2 separate regions of the Mus musculus genome follow, and region 1 is linked to region 2. The links are chromatin contacts, called in public Hi-C maps. All regions are on one chromosome and are shown on one strand. Each heading gives the region's core, a stretch centred on a gene start, on an enhancer-like site or on the middle of the called end of the contact. The rest is flanking DNA. Distances are from core to core; before and after follow the strand shown.

Region 1 (4,965 bases), core at 2,263-4,762, 320 kb after region 2:
GGTAGAACACGGGTCTCCTACCTCTTTATTTCCCGCGCGTGGTGCTCCACAATTTCTGATTTGTGTTGCATTCCTGAATGTGGCTTTCATGGATAAGGGCCTTCCACATCTCACCCTAAATTTAGCCCTTAAGTTGCACAGCCAGTAAGGACTTGAACATAGCAGTTTCTCTCAAACCCCATGCTGTTAGTGAATTTCCTATGTAAAACCTTACAAGAGGTAGAGGGCTATCTTTGCTTTATCTGCTTGCAGTCTGTTTGAGATGAATACTTCACAAGAAAAAAGTTAAAAAAAAATTCAAGGCTCCAAGAAGGGATGTGACTATTTATTTAAATTATGTACAAACTGGTAACAAAATTTGGTGGAGACTAGATAGGTCATTTTGAATCACGGAACATTGTTGCTACATACTCCTTTGTCTGCAGTTAGTGCTGAGGCCTGTCGGTTTTTGTAGTGGGATCAGGGTTTCCAGTTCTGCAGAGAGCCGTTGGTGCTGTTACGTTTAGTGGTTCTTTCTTGTCTCTGGTTGGCTTCAGATGCTTGGAGCCAGCTCCGAGTTAGCTCGGGCTGCATTGAGCAGACACCCGGCAGGTGCAGTGTGCTCTGAGCTCTTTCATGGTCATTGCTTACCATAGTGCTTCCTGCTTCTCTATCTCCAGTGTACTTCACATCTTCACATTTTCTCCACGCACTCTCCACCCTGCCAGCACGGTCAAACCTGGCAGCACTGTCAAAGCAGGCTGCTTGCAACACTCCTTACATTTATTTTCAGGAGCAAGGATGAGTATCTCTAACCACCACTAGCTGTTAACCCTTTGTAGTCCTGGCTGTCTGTCCTGAAACTTGCTTGGTCGGTCTGGCTGACCTTGAACTTATAATAGATCTGCCTGCCTCTGCTTCCCAAATGCTGGGACTAAAGGCATACAGTACCATACTTGTTTTGCGGGTCCTTTGTATTTTGATAAGACCCAGGACAATGCCGATCAGCTGCCACCGGGTAAGAGGGAAGATGTTGTTTTCTAAATCACAAGGTTTCATATATGCACCTGAAACCATTGCTCCTTCCCTGATTATAAAACAGTGCAAAAACTAAAGAAAACTATGATGAAACAAACAATATTAAATGTCCTGTTCCCCCTTCATGATTTGAACTAGAAAAATCTGAAGCTCTTTTAACATTTTATTCATTCTTTGAGAATTTCATATATGTAGACTGTGTATTTTGATCACATCCAATCACACATATTATTTGAGAATTTCATATATGTAATGGTGTATTTTGCTTCTATGTACCCCTCTTCCACCTCTCGGATGCAATGTCTCCTCTCCCTCCATCCATCCTGTCCCTCACACCTTCCTCTTTTTTCCTCTTTCTCTTCCTCCTGCCTTGTTCTGCTTCTATTTCTGCTGCTTCTACTTCTTCTGCTTCTCCTTCTTCTCTTTCCTTCTCCTTCTTATTCTTTCTTCTCATTCGTGTTCTTCTTCATCTTCTCCCTTCTTCCTCCTTCTCCTTCTGCTTTACTGTCTCCTTCCTTTTCCTTCTTTATAACTCATGAAGTCTAGTGCTGACTATATATATAGGCTTAGGGATGTCCTTTAATGCCCTTTAGAGCGTGGGCAACCTATCGGGACCGCATCCCGGAAGAAAACCCATCAACCCTCTCCCAGAAGTCATCAAGTGCCAATAACTGTTCACTTGGGAGTGGGGACACATTAATTCATTTCCCATCCATGCGGAATGTTGACTGGCTTGATCCTGCGGATGCCTTGTGCAGTCACCTGCAGCTATTGTGATTTTGTAGGTGCAATGGCCCTGTCATATCATATGCAGAAGTCACTACCTCACAGAAGTCTTTTTACCCCTCTGACTTTTACAACAGCCTTTCTGCCCTTATTCCATGATGCTCCCAGAGCCTTGTGAGAAGTTGGTATGTTAGAGATGTCCCATTTGTGACTGGGCACTTCACAGTCATTTATAATTGGTGCTAGTTGTTCTGTCTCCGTGGCAAAAAAGAAGCTTCCCTCGTGAGCAGTAAAAGCTGTTTAATCTATGGGTATATTTATAAGTATTTAGACAGTCCTCTTTCTGTTTTTATTGATTTTAAAATATATTTTATGATTTCAAAGATTTCAAACAAGTACTTTGATCATATTCACCACAACTCTTCTCTCTAAATTCTCCCAGACCCATCTTCACCGCTTCACACCCCCAACCTTGTGTCCCCTCTGTGTTTTTTTAAAAAACAATCCATTGCATCCAATTTGTGCTGTTCCTGGACTACCAGGTGTGGGGCCATCCCTGGATGGAGGTAAAGCTACTAGAAGTCACATCCTTAAAGAGAACCAACTTCTCATTTACACAGAAGCTTTTAGCTGTCCCAAGCTCTTCAGTTAGGGGTATAGGATTCTAAGCATCTCCTGTTCCATGCCAGAATGCTGACTTCCTTGGTCTTCTACAAGTCTTATGCAGGCAACCACAAGCCACTGTAAGCTCATAAGCAGTGGTGAAGGATCTCTGTTTAGTTCATTGACTGTGGGATCACATATTTCCCTAAGATATTTTCCACTGTATACTACTAGTTTGTATGTATGACTACCAGGGTCTTGTTATAGCATGTGTCTGTCTTTTGCTATAAACTGTCTTCTATTATGTGATCCAACATAACTTTTCAAAAAGCTTTTCTGGAATTATCTGATAAATTGTTTTCCCTGAACACTCCTATTCTTTTTTACATTTTATTAAAAACACATGACATGATAGAAAATATGTCTAATATAGTCTGTATCCCTGTGGGTTCTAACACTCAAATCAGAGTCACATCTGTTTATTGGATTGAATTAAAATTTATACTGTGGGAAATCACAGGATGATAGTTTGTAATGAAAACAGAATATTAGAATGTATTTAGAAACTCCCAGAATAAGCCTGAAGGATTTCCCTGATGCTGGTATGTGTCCTAGGAATTAAGTAGCAAAATTAGCATTTGCCATTTATCTACCCACCCATATCTCAACTATACCCACATAGTCCTTGATTTCTTATATATCACTCCACTGTTCACATAGATGCTTGTGCTTTCTTAGGTAACTGAATTATCCTGTGACAGCTGCTGAATGTTAGATTCACTGTGTCCGATGCCTATTGAATTCAGTGTAGTACAGTCCTGAAATATAACTCCCTAAAGGGAATGATCTGCTCCACTTTACACAGCTGACCATGAGACCATGTACACATAGCAAGTACATTTTCCAATGATATTGAGAATCCTAATAATAACTTCCCCCATGAGGTTTCCAACTGAGTTAATTAGATTTTAGAATTTCACATGCACAACAACATGACTTTTATTTTCTGGGGACTTGGGTCATTTTGGTCTTCAGAACCGTTCTTAGGGTTTAATGAAACACTCCGGGCAGGAGGCCTTTCATTGCAGCTCCACAGAGTTTCGGGGCTCAGCACAGCAGGTTCCTGCCGGCTGAGCTTATCTTCATCATTTCTCCTCCTTACCCTTTTACTTAAAGCCACATTATTTCCTGTTTGTGAGAATCTGTGTCACCTCTGAAGACATTCAGCAATGAAGACCTGGGGAAGCCTCTATTTCTTAATATAGGGACATAAGATGTTTTCACACCAGACTTAGTAAATTCTGGAGCCATTTGTAGTTAGGGCAAGGCTATAGGTCAGCAAGGCAAACAGATTTTGACATTTAAAAGGAGAGTGCACAGTGGAAACAGCATATTGCCAACACGATATTCCCTTTGTAGGAAGGATTCTTTCAATGGGATCTCCCAATTTGTCATTATTACAATCTGTTCTTTAAAATGACAGTTTGTCTTGAGGGTCTGCTGATGGTTTAGACTTATCATCTTGCTCTAGGTAGCTCACGTCCTCTCTGGCCCTCATTTGTTCTAAATGTCTGTACGGGATCAATACAAAATGTTTATACCACCTTCCAAGTTTCCTTGAAGGACACTGCTAGATAAAGGAGACTTCTAAGTTATTTAATATCTGACACATAATGAGCTGGCTCTCATTAACCAACCAAACAGCACAAGTGTAGTGACCACCCATTTAGTATGAAGATGGTAAATAGGTGGCCTGAGATCTGTCCCTGGGACTACAGGATGGAAGAAGAGAACTGACTCCTAAATGTTGTTCTCTGGCTTCACACAACCCCCAATTAAATAAATACATGAAACTTTTAAAAGTCCTTATTCTGGCTCCTTGTAGTGGTTTCTAAAGGTCATGGTTTCTATTTTCTTGTAGCCATTGCCTCAGTAAGAGAGTTGAATAGTAACGAGCCTCTCCGAAGCCTGTTTCTCCCATACACAGATGTGTTTTTAAGCAAGATATTTGTGTGTGTGTGTGTTTCCGTATGTGTATGTAGGCACTTATGGGGGTCAGAAGACAGGGGTTGAGTTGGATTCCTTGTGTGCCTATTAGTGCCCTCTGATAGAGCAGTAAGCACTCAACGGCTGAGCTATCTTTCCAGACTCCTCCTCTTGTATTTTGTAAGCATTGAATTGTTTTTGCATTTCTTGATTAAAGCAATGCAGGATTGTGGCAATGCAGGTTCTGGGAAATGGGGTCTATATCTCTATAAATGTTATTTGTAAAACAAACATCTGTGCTCAGGGGCTGCTGTAAGTGGTTCCTCACTGGGGCAGCATCACACCTTGTTCTCTCTGCAGTCATGGTCAGGTTTATCATTTGAAATAGAAATCTACCTCTAGGAGCTAATTTCAGAGTCCCACTGCATACATCGCTGCTTGCCTAGTTAGAAGACACCTTGGTGCCCTTTACTTCCTTCCTGAGCCCCTGGCATAATGCCTGGGTCTCATCAAGTTCTTCTCTATTATTACTTGCTATTCATTTCACCTCATTAATATTTAAAGATCATTACAGTTATTCACTGAAAAGGGCAACGCTTACCACCAACCATGAAAAGGTGAACCTAGGTGGAA
Region 2 (4,720 bases), core at 1,322-3,821:
AATTCTAAAAAGTAAACTACGAAGATGTTTTAAGACATTCTGAATACATATACACACTCATTAGTTTAGCTAGGGTATCTCAGTATCTTGAAGTAAACTAAATATTTTTAGCTTATCAGAGATTTCTAAAGGAATTGCTTACTTACAGGATTTAAGAGAGAATTAAAATGTTGTATCTTGAACAAAATGTCTTCTTGAAATAATGTACTAGATGATATATTTATTCATACAGGTACCTATAATTAAGTCCTCAAGATTTTCCAATTAACCTTAATGTAATTAAAGATAATTAAAATAAAAATGTCAAAGTCTCCACATTGGCTCGTGAATCGTCTTTAAAGTGTGTATATGGCCCACAGTGTACACAATGCTAGCCAGCCACTTGCTCTACACGTGGTTACTACAAAGCAGCCTGAGAGACAGCAACAAAGTTACCCACTGGTTTATAGCAATTCTTTAAACCACTGAATGAAAATAATAGTGTATACGGTAGAAAAGCTGACAATGCGGCTAGGCTGGATACCCAGATGCTGTGACAGTGGCCAGGAACCTAAGCCACCATCACATGTTCATACAAACGCTGAACGAAAAGCTACGAGGAGAGAAAGAAAGCCTTTAAACATTTCTGTAATGAGATTTTGGGAAGGGAGTTTGAGACAGGCATAGTCTAACTGAGACAGAAGAGCAGACACAGGCCAAGTACTTGAGCAGCTGAATGAGGGATGTAACAAAACTTTCATTCACTGATAGGACATCACAGGATCACATCCCTCTACTGGCTCCCAGGTGAAAGGGTTACCAGAAGACACAGCCACAGTGAGAAAAATTCTGTGCCATTCCACCTTTTCTTTCTTTTCTCTCTCTCTCTCTCTCTCTCTCTCTCTCTCTCTCTCTCTCTCTCTCTCTCTCTTCCTTCCTTCCTTCCTTCCCTGCCTGCCTTTCTTCCTGCCTTCCTTCCTTCCTTCCTTCCTTCCTCCCCGCCTTCTGATTTGTGTTTTATTTATAAATTATTTTGGAGATATGAGAACCATAGAAGCCCTTCTCTCTTTTTAAAGTGTATTATCCGATAATTTTCATGTAGGTTTACATGGACAATTTTAAAAGTATGCATACTATTGTAACAAAAATTTCACTCCTAAGACTTGCACAGCATGACAGAGTGAAGCATCACGGTCACAAGATAGTTCAATGGCTTGCAGGCCTGACAAAATTTAATCTGACATTCCAGTTTTGTAAAATGGGAGTAGTATCGAGCCAAGTAAAATAATGTTCTTCTAGCTGGGCTGCCTTGTCTGGCCCCAGTGGGAGAGGATGTGCCTAGCATCACAGAGATTTGATGTGCCAGGGTTGGGGATACCTAAAGAGGCCCCCTACTTGATCAAAGGAGAAGAGGAGGGAGATAGAGGTAAGGATTGTGGGCTGTGTTATGGGAAGGGGTCAGTGAGCAGGACATTAAGTGAATGAATAAAAAGTCATAACCATAAATAATTTTTTTAAAAAAGTCACACTTAAAAGAGATAGAGTTGGGCCATTTTGTTTTTGTTTGTTTGTTTGTTTTTTCTTTTTTGTGGATTTTCTTTGAGAGTTTATAAGGCAGATATTTAGGCTTTCATTGCCCAATAGAGAGAGAGAGAGAGAGAGAGAGAGAGAGAGAGAGAGAGAGAGAGAGAGAGAGAAAGAGGAAAACAGATGTGGTATGGCTGGGCATGGTTGTAGAAACAATCTCATGAGGGGTTAAGCCCAGCTCTGGAGGCAAACTGAGATGAGGTACGAGGTGTGTAAGCCTCTCTCCGTATCATGCAGTAGAGGCAAACATCCCTCAGTCGTTTGCAATATGGGAAGAGGGAAGTGTGTAGACTTTCCCTGTGACATAGAAAGACAGTGGGGTCCACATAAGCTGAACATCTCTTCTTAGACTATGGAAAAAATGGATTTTAGAGCCAATGATGGATGTGGAGACTCCCAGATATAGGTGTCACGGCATAGAATATTCTTAAAGCCAGAAAACCCAAATCAGCAATCTAGAGTCATGGTTCTCAAGCTCCCTAATGCTGCGACCCCTTTATACAGTTCCTCATGTTGTGGTGAGCCCCAGCCATAAAATTATTTTTGTGGCTCCTTCATAACTGCAATGGTGCTACGGTTCTGAATCATAATATCGATATCTGATAAGTAACCGCAAGGGGCCATGACCCACAGGCTGAAAAACCACTGATCTAGAGGAACAGTTACAATAAACAGAGTCAGAATACTGCCCCATTTAGGTGTCTGCCTCAGCCACTTTCACAGCAGAAACTATCCTGGCAAATAAAAAGCACTCAATCCCAGTTTTGTCTTCTTCACTGAGAACTAACTGCTCAGGCCTGGCAAGCCTCTCAGAACTAAACACCAGCCAGTACTGAACATGTCATCGCCTGCATGTTTCCTCTGTTTCTAAGGCAGTGATTTAGGTGTCCCGTATGCACAAGTTGCTAGACCAAGATAATTCAGTGCCTTTCAAAGCAGTGCACTAAGATGATGCTCATCCTATCTATTTCCTTTTTATCTCACGTGGCACGCCATCTAGTGGAACTACGTGTAATAAACTAGACTATGACTTTAGTCTTCCGCCCTCGGGAAGCTCCTGCAGTCTAAAGTGAGATGTGTTGTGGCAACACAGGAAGTTCTGAATATGAACAAACTTCCTGTGAGGTGAGAGGTTAAGTCAAGAGACTGGTGAGGAGTTACGCAGACATCAAGGGAACAGGGTCAGGAGATCTCTTACTAGGAGGTGAGCACAAGCTAACGAAAGGGCCTATGGTCAGAATTTTCCCCATGGAGAGGACGAGGAAGGCGTCTGTTTGTAGTTGATGGAGCCACTGTTTGTACTGCTTCCTTTCTTCCTTTGAGAAGATTTTTACACATAAATAGATTTAAGACTCATCTTAAAGAATCAGATTATGCAAACAGTAATTAGTGATATTAACAATCTTGCATTCCTAATAGAATCTTGAAGCAAGGTTTACAAAGAACATAGATTCACGAACTATTAGAGGAACAGGAGAATGAAATATATAAGTATGTTATGGACCTAGATAAAAATCATGAACACAGGGCTAAATCATTATTGATAAGTAGGAAGCAACACAAGAAATGAATATAAAGTCCAGTATGCCCATCTCTTGTGTGATCTGGCATAAAACATAATTACAAACTAAAATAATTTCACAAATGTTAGTCTCTTTGAGATTATTTTTATCACCAAGTTTCCAGAGAAGTGTGAGAGAAAGGGACAGGTAGTTTTCTTTTCTTGGCAGTGAGATTAGCCATACAGAATAAAATAAGTGAAGGGGAAAGGATAGCTTGCAAAAAAAATTCTTTAAATAATATTGTAAGAAATAAGTGATGCTGGTCATGCTGTAGCTTAACTTGTTTGCATTGATACTTTTTAATATTTGTTTGTTTGACACAAGGTCTTGCCATGCAACGCTGGCTGGGTGGAACTCACTAGCAAGACCAGGCTGGCCTCTAGGGTTCCAGGTATATGGCGCCATGCCTCACTTCTTAAGATTCTTTCCACCTCTGAAATACATCAAATGGTGTTTAACTGCAACTTCTCGTTGCCTAGCAACGTTTCCAGAGATAGCAAATATTTTGTAATAAAGGTCATAGAAATTCTTTTCAAGAGTGCTATCATAACTGAATTTTCTACTTGCTCATTCTTACAAAGTACAAGCCAAGCTTGAATGAAAGACGCCTTCTTGTCCGTCTACTCCTGTGAAATCATAAATTGTTACTCACTTAAGACTAATCACTCTTCCTGTGATTCCTTGAGAGGTGCAGGGCTGTTAATGCTTACTTCCCAGGGATCATGGTTGATTTGGGCTGCTGGTTCAGAGATGATCCAGTTGTCAAGATACTATTAAATAATACGTGGCTCTGCCAGCGCTTGTGAAGTTATCCACTTACTGAAAAGTAACCAGCATGGCTCTGTTAGACCTTGCCAGCATTAGGAAATAGGAGAATGAACTGGTAACACTGAACTAGCAGGTCCATGCTCCAGGATCCTTTTAAAAGTTAGGATATTTGTATGAAGCCAGGTAGTGGTGGCTCACTCCTTTAATCCCAGCACTTGGGAGGCAGAGGCAGGTGGATTTTTGAGTTCGAGGCCAGCCTGGTCTACAAAGTGAGTTCCAGGACAGCCAGGGCTATTCAGAGAAACTCTGTCTCCAAAAAACCAAGAGGAAAAAAAAGGTATCTGTATGAGAAGATCTAGAAGGCATCTGTAATACTCCACATCTTTGATTTGCTGTTTTGCTGTTGCCGTCATGCTAATAAGTTCAATGTCTATAAACAGCAGGAAGAAAAGAGTCAATAGCTGAGGCACGGTGGTACAAACGGAATAGGGTAATGCTTAAACAAGAGCATAAAATCAAGCTAAGAGGAAAGACATTCAAGGATAAACAATACTCACGATACAGTAGCGGAAGATGTCAGTTGATTTAAAAGCTACAATCTTGGTGGCTCCAGAAACAGTTTTGTATTATGAACTAGAGACCGTCCTAACAAGGAATTTTTCAACCAATTTAACAGAGAGTCATATATATTTGTTAGCATGCATATCTATGTTTTTTAAGGATCTAAAAATTAGATCTTAGGCAAATGTATGCTCTGTTAAGCAGTAAGTCACAGGTAAGCGGAACTTAATATCAAAGAACAAAACAAACCAGCAGTGCGTTCC

What was found. A called contact is a pair of places that touch in the nucleus more often than the background predicts.
Region 1: a contact with region 2 is called in a Hi-C map of CD4 T cells, with 2.9 times the contacts expected there. The contact joins two enhancer-like sites. A contact is called at or near these places in 2 of 484 Hi-C or Micro-C datasets (both in CD4 T cells) and 2 of 9 other capture datasets (adipose tissue and pancreatic islet).

Annotation. Positions count from the first base shown.
Region 1 is chr16:46,104,114-46,109,078 of GRCm38.p6, forward strand. It overlaps Cd96 (CD96 antigen), which reads right to left. Exons shown (of 15, transcript NM_032465.2): 3 at 4,934-4,965. Among named protein-coding and RNA genes, the nearest start is that of Cd96, 14 kb to the right of the region's middle. Within about 2 kb of position 3,513, at least 27 of the 459 cell types and tissues checked have an H3K27ac peak or open chromatin away from gene starts, as enhancers often do.
Region 2 is chr16:45,784,255-45,788,974 of GRCm38.p6, forward strand. The region is part of intron 6 of Phldb2 (pleckstrin homology like domain, family B, member 2); the gene reads right to left. Among named protein-coding and RNA genes, the nearest start is that of Gm52249, 8.9 kb to the right of the region's middle. Within about 2 kb of position 2,572, at least 38 of the 459 cell types and tissues checked have an H3K27ac peak or open chromatin away from gene starts, as enhancers often do.